2 separate regions of the Sus scrofa genome follow, and region 2 is linked to region 1. Evidence: chromatin contacts called from public HiChIP or PLAC-seq data. All regions are on one chromosome and are shown on one strand. The core of a region is the stretch at or near the end of the contact, and the rest is flanking DNA. Distances in the headings are between cores, read along the strand shown.

Region 1 (3,652 bases), core at 370-2,869:
TCCTCCTGCCAGCTACACGCTCACACACTGGTCCCAGCCTACACACTTTTATCCAGAGTCCTCTACCCGACTTTACTTCCCTATTTAAAAGGGAGGAATAAAAATAAACCCAAAAGGCCCACCTGTCCTGCCGAGAATAATCATTACGAATGTTATTTTATGCTGAATATGGTGAGAGGATATTCAAAAGTACAATATGGAATATCCTCGAGGAGCCCAAAGTCTAGCTGTAAAAAAAAGAAAAAATTACGAAGATGTATTTGATTTCACAAGATTCCTACCTGTATCACTACTTCTAAACAGGTTTGGAACGTTCTCCGGTATGTCTGCCATACGGCTCAGAACCGGACAGGTTCTGGAGGAAAAGCGCTATTTTCTGGCAGCCTGAAAACGGCCGCCTAACTCTGCGTGACCTCAAGCCAGCCACTTGACTTCCCCTGGACCCAGAGCCACCTCTGTAAAGTGAGGTTTGGGGTGAGATAGTGTTGAAAGACTTCCAGCTCTAAAATTGTGAGACTCAGAGCCAAATTCTGAATCCACCACAATCAACTGGAATGCCGTCATTAATCTTGATTCGGCGACTGCCAGGTCCCGGTGCGCCGGGACCTCGTTCTATTTAGTTTTGCCAACCTGATAATGCTGGGGCGCAGCAGGGATTCAATAACCTTTTAAAATTTTAATTAGGAAAATTAATTTTAGGGTATCTTCCACAGAAGGAGAGGGGAACTACCGGAGGAGAATGGAAAAAGAGAGGAATGCTCGCGTAAGACTCGGTAACTCCCATTCGGATTCCACCGCCGGCCAGAACCCAAGAGACACTACGCCGAAGAACCTGCTAATTCACGAGCTTCTGAACTCCTGCCAGTTGCCAGCTTCGGATGCTCTGGTCCAAACGTCCTACGTGGGACTCTGGAGTTACAACGGCAAAGTGGCATCGTGGACCAGGGCAGCCTCTATTGCATGACAATCGTGCTTAAAAATGAGCCAATGGCCAGACCCAGAGAGTCCACCCCGAGCAGGCTCGAGGGACGGCCGGGCCCTCCGCTCGATCAGGGAGTCCCGCGCGGCGGCTCCGCGGGCCCCCAGCCCCGGCCGATCCGGGGAGGTGCGCCAGGCACCGGCTGGGACCCCAAACTCCGCTTCCCGCGGGAAGGGTCCCGGGTGGGAAGATCGGCGGGTGGGGGCGGGGAGGGGTCGACCCGTACGGTAGGAGTGGCGCCGGGGGCGGCGGGCCGGAAGGGGTGGGGGGGAGAAGGGTCGGCTCCGGGCCCGGGGATCCGGGGTGAGCCGGGGAGATCCGGGGGGCTGGGGAAGGGCGGGCCCGGCGGGGAGACGGCCGCGAGAGCCCCGCGCCGCCGGGGGCGGGGGGGGAGGGCCGGGCCGGGGGCGCGCTCGAAGCCCGCCGCGGAGACGCGCGCCTACCTCTTGTCAGAAAGACCGAGCCGGGGACGCGGGGCGGCGGATGGCGCTCATGCCGGCGGCTCCGCGGTTCCGTCGCCGCTCCACTGCCGGCGGCCGCAGCTCTGCCGCCGGTTCCGGGGAGTGGGCCGGGGGGGGGCGGGAGCGGGAGGGGCCCAGGGAGGCTCGAGTGGTTGTTACGGGTGACGGGGAGGGCGGGGCCCGGAGGCCGGAAGGGGTGCGCGTGCGCGGAAGCGGCCGAGAGACGGAGGCGGGCGCGAAGCCGGTTGCTAGGGAGGGGGAGGGGCGGCAACCGGGGCCGAGCCGAGCTGCGCAGGCGCCAACTCCAGGCGGGCGGGCGTGGGGGGAGCTCGGAGCCGGCAAAGGCGCCTGGCCCCGCCCAGTTTTGCATCATGGGGCGGGGCGGGGGCGGGGCTCGCGGGAAAAGCGGCGGAGGCGGCGGAGGCGCCAGAGGAGCTGCGAGTGGGACCCGCGAGAGCTGCGCAGACCTGGAACAGGGAAGTTGGCGAAGAATCAAAATAGCAGGGGCTTCCGGCTTTGCTGAGGCCCAGGGCTCAGGCTCCCGCGCTTCCTCAATTTTCGCCGACTTCGGCAGTACCCTGACCACATTCTCACAGAGTAACGCAGAGGAGGCAAATGCCAGGACTAGGGAGGGGCTGGGTGGAACCCATCGGCATCGTGTCTACGCGTCCAGGCTGTGCGGGGGCGCGAAGCCAAGTGGGTCTGGCGTTTCAGCAAAACTCCCAACTTTGAAGCACAAGTGTGATACACACTGAGACGTTCAGGGGTTCTCAAGAGGAGCCAATCGCTGGAGAGGGCCAGCAGCACGTCCACCCACACAGCGAGGCTGGTTTTATAGCCAACAGACAGTTTCTCCATCAATGTCACTGTTGTTCCGTTCGAATTCGTCACCCTGGGTGGCTGTGCGTTTGACGCTGCCGCCGCACAGCACAGTTGTGGAACTGTTTTGGAATTTCCTTCAGGGCCAGTTCACCAGTCACACAAGAAGATCGTTCTTTACTTGGTCACACCTTGTTTTTCAACTCACACCATCATTTTCCAGCTTGATTACTCACTCTGCTTATAGACTCAGCTAGCGCTGGCTTTTGCCTGTTTGTAAAAATCACATCCACCTTCGAAAATGCTTCCGGAAAGTGACAACCCAGGGAACAACAGCACCTATGAAATGGCCTTGCCAATAATTGACCTAATCTGATAAGCATCCACCAATTTATACGAAACGGAAAACAGAGGAACATGTTAAATGATTCCAGGAGAAAATAATCAGCCAGCTATAGACCATGGGAAAAACCGCCTGACAAACACATTCTTTTTTTTTTTTTTTTTTGTCTTTTTTGCTATTTCTTGGGCCGCTCCCGTGGCATATGGAGGTTCCCAGGCTAGGGGTCTAATCGGAGCTGTAGCCACCGGCCTACGCCAGAGCCACAGCAACGCAGGATCCGAGCCGCCTCTGCAACCTACACCACAGCTCACGGCAACGCCGGATCGTTAACCCACTGAGCAAGGGCAGGGACCGAACCTGCAACCTCATGGTTCCTAGTCAGATTCGTTAACCACTGCGCCACGACGGGAACTCCACAAACACATTCTTTATCAAAGTACAAAGATACTGGGAAACTCAAATCCATACACTTATGATGTGTTTGCTTTTTTCTGTATGTTTATTTCAATTTAAAATTTGTTTCACACTTAAAAGTGCACTGTTGAGAAATCCTAATTGTAAAATTCATACCCACCGTCACTACATCAGCATAAAAAAAACCAAAACAAAAATTTGACATTCAGCACTGAAAATGAAAAAGAGGGCATGATTTAGAAATACATAAACATCCACACATATTTTTAAGACGCTGATCTAGACAAGATTTTTTTTTTTTTTTTAGGACTGCGCCTGTGGTGTATGGAAGTTCCCAAGGCCAGGGGTTGAATCCGAGCTGCAGTTGCCGGCCTACACCACAGCCACAGCAACTCGGGATCCAAGCTGTCTCTACAACCTACACCACAGCTCACCGCAACACCAGATCCGTAACCCGCTGAGCGAGGCCAGGGGTCGAACCTGCGTCCCCGTGGATACTAGCTGGATTCGTTAGCGCTGAGCCACAATGGGAACTCCTAGACAAGGTTTTCTCTCATTCCGATTGCCTCTTTCCTACTTTTGGCAATAGCAAGAGAGTCTTAAGAGAGCTACCTTGGTCAAGGTCACATTCAGCCC
Region 2 (3,198 bases), core at 595-3,094, 33 kb after region 1:
CGGTCCCAAAGCCCAGGTCCATCCCCCCCCCGCCCCCCACCTGTCCCCCTTGGTGACACGAATTCTTTCAGTCTGTGATAGGCGGATGTGTTTTTTGTCATCTTCTTGGTGGTGATTGAATGACGCACATGACATGCAGCAGCTGTTTGTCAGAGAGACAAGCCTGTGGTCCCCACAAGGTGGAAAAAGGTGAAAAGACAACCACACAACACAGGGAGCCCTAGGGTGGAGGCGTCTACAGGCGGCCAGGGGCCAGGATCCTTGCTTTGCTGAGCCAGGCAGACTTTGGAGCAGCCTCTGTATTCATCTGCAAGGAGGAGGGCCCCAGGCCTGCACATGGGAAAAAGGTCATTTGTTCTGGGAACTTTATATGTCATATCTAAACATTTTTCCAAGTCACTCATCTCGGGACACCAGCAGAGACCAAGAGCAAGAGCTCCTCCAGCCGCCAAAGGAAACACTCCCCAGCCCAGATCTGGGATCAGCTCAAAGGCAGATTTGTTAGCACAAGAATAGGAAGTACCTCTAATGTTAACTACTTTTATTGGGAGGGGGGATGGTCCCTAAAAGGGCCCCGAAAAGACTGCTGACACTCCTCAGAGTAAAAGCCAGTCACAGTTTTCAGGAGATCCTGCGAGACCCCGTCCCCACCCCCTGCAGCCCTCCTCTTCAACTCTCCTTGCTTGTGGTCCATTGTACTGGCTGCTCTGGCTGCCTTTGCACTGGCTGTTCCCTCTGCCTGGGATGCTCTTCCAGGGTATTGTATGACTTACTTCTGTACTTTGGGATTTTGCTAAAGGTCAAAGATTAAAATTGCAAACCTCACACTCCACTCCTTCCCAGCTCATTTTTCTTTCTGTCTCTTTCTTTTCTTTTCTTTCTTTCTTTCTGTCTCTTTCTTTCCTTCCTTCCTTTCTTTCTTTCTTTCTTTCTTTCTTTCTTTCTTTCTTTCTTTCTTTCTTTCTTTCTTTCTTTCTCCCTCCCCCAGAGCAATCCCATTGTCCTACTGCTGTAATGATTTCTGTGTCCCCTGCACTGAAACGTTAGTTCCCTGAGGGCAAGGAGTTACCTTGTTTTGCTTTCTGTCCTGGCCTAACTTGGCCAGCAGTGAGCGTTCAGCATTTGTTCAATCCATCAGGAAGCTGTCAACCAGGTGCACCCACCAGGTTACATAAACCAGAGAGCACGCAGCCCTCTAATTAAATGTACACTTCCAGAGTTGTGATCCCCTCCCCCCCAAGTCTACGGCACTTTTCTAACAGGCAGCAATCAGTAAGCTGAGCCACGCTGGCTTTGTACAAACTTTTTTTAGTCTTGATTTCTACCTTTCAGTTTCGAGTTTGAGTTACTCTGGCCAGAGATGCTTCTATTCCCTTCAAACGCTGTCTAGGACTTTCGGATACTGGTCATGTGTTGCACTGGATTCCTCACCAAAGAATGTCTTTCATGGAGTTCCCTTCGTGGCTCAGCGGAAACAAATCTGACTAGGAACCACGAGGTTGTGGGTTCGACCCCTGGCCTCGCTCAGTGGGTTAAGGATCCGGCGTTGCCGTGAGCTGTGGTGTAGGTCGCAGACGTGGCTCAGATCCTGTATTGCAGTGGCTGTGGTGTAGGCTGGCAGCTGTAGCTCCAATTGGACCCCTAGCTTGGGAACCTCCATATGCCGTGGGTGGGCCGTAAAAAAAAAAAAAAAAAAAAAAAGCAACAACAACAAAAAGAAGGACATCTTTCATGCAGAGTAGAACCACCTGTTGTCACCAAGGGTGACTCTGGACAGAAGGCTGCTTTAGAACTCTCTCTGATCCTCAGGTGCCAAGTGCCAAGTTCCCAGCCATGTCCTAGGATGGACTTTGGCTCAGCTGACCCATGACATGGTAAATACTTCCCGGGAACTAGGTGCAGCTGGGACACCCTGGCAGCTTCCAAGAAAGAAAGAGCCCAACCCTGCAGATAAACCTTATGCATAACTTTCTGGTGAAATAAGGTTTTGGCTAAATTACAGAAAAACAAAAACCAACCCAAAAAACTTCGTACCAAGTTACAAAAGGTAACTGGTGTAGGAGTCCGCCCTCTAGTGGACAAAGAAAGAAGTTCAAAATTTTGACTTCATAGAAAGACTCTTCAGCTCTTTTTTTTTTTTCTTTTTTCTGGCTGCCCCTGTAGCAGAGGGACCTTTCCCTGGTCAGGGGTGGAATCGGAGCTGCAGCTGCAGGCCTATGCCACAGCCATGGCAACACTGGACCCAGGCTATTCTGTGACCTATGCCACAGCTTACAGCAACCCTGAATCCTTAACCCGCTGAGCGAGGTCCGGGATCAAACCTACATCCTCCCAGAGAGGTCCATAACCCCCATAACACAGCAGGAACTCACCTCCCTTTTTTTTTGCTTTTGAGGGCTGCAAGTGCAGCATATGGAGGGTCCCAGGCTAGGGGGCTAATCAGAGCTACAGCTGCCAGCCTACACCACAGCCCCAGCAACGCAGGATCCTGAACCCACTAGGCAAGGCCAGGGATTGAATCCACATCCTCGTAGATACTAGTCAGGTTTGTTACTGCTGAGCCACTGTGGGAACTCTGGGCACTCCCTCTTTAATTCAATTTTATTAACGTTTCTGCTACAGGCCTTTTGTATCCCACAGTCATTTTCAACATTAAACTTAGAGACCACACATTAACTTACCTATTGCTACTATTAAAGAACCATTTTTATCAGCTGCACCCAAGGCATATAGAAGTTCCAGGGCGAGGAATTAAACCTGAGCCACAGCAGTCATCTGAGCCACAGCAGGACAACACCAGGTCCTTAACCCACTGAGCCACCAGGGAACTCCAAAGTGCCATCTTTTTGAAAGACTAGACTTCTGCCTGCTTCCACTGTCTCTTACATAACCCAGAGGAACACAAGTCATAAATGCTAAGGCCCAGCCACACACACACACACACACACACACACACACACACGCATCCTTTGGGGAAAACAAGCACGCCATCACTACACCTCGACCAGCTGGGGCCTATTCCATTGACGGGCTGGAGCTGAGCAGGAGACAGCTGGGGACCATTCCAGGAGCCAAGCTTGGGTATGGCATTGGCCACATGAGATGTTTTCACGAGTCTCCTCCCGTGGGTTCAAGGGTTCCCCATCACCTGCTCAGGCACTCGGTATGCTCATTGTGTAATGAAGGCTATTGTCCTGA

Evidence for each region. HiChIP or PLAC-seq counts read pairs in DNA pulled down with a chosen protein or histone mark.
Region 2: a contact with region 1 is called in an H3K27ac HiChIP or PLAC-seq map of skeletal muscle. The contact joins the enhancer-like site here to the promoter of SEC14L1 in region 1. A contact is called at or near these places in 1 of 5 promoter capture datasets (liver), 13 of 47 Hi-C or Micro-C datasets (embryonic fibroblasts, fetal heart ventricle, heart right ventricle and 6 more) and 2 of 2 datasets of contacts at active chromatin or transcription factors (alveolar macrophages and skeletal muscle).

Annotation. Positions count from the first base shown.
Region 1 is chr12:4,487,459-4,491,110 of Sscrofa11.1, forward strand. It overlaps SEC14L1 (SEC14-like protein 1), which reads right to left and starts at 1,620. Exons shown (of 20, transcript XM_005653864.3): 1 at 1,423-1,620.
Region 2 is chr12:4,520,212-4,523,409 of Sscrofa11.1, forward strand. No RefSeq gene overlaps it. Among named protein-coding and RNA genes, the nearest start is that of SEC14L1, 33 kb to the left of the region's middle. Within about 2 kb of position 1,845, at least 16 of the 83 cell types and tissues checked have an H3K27ac peak or open chromatin away from gene starts, as enhancers often do. A contact at or near this core is called in liver, omental adipose tissue, retroperitoneal adipose tissue and 1 more, where this site is marked.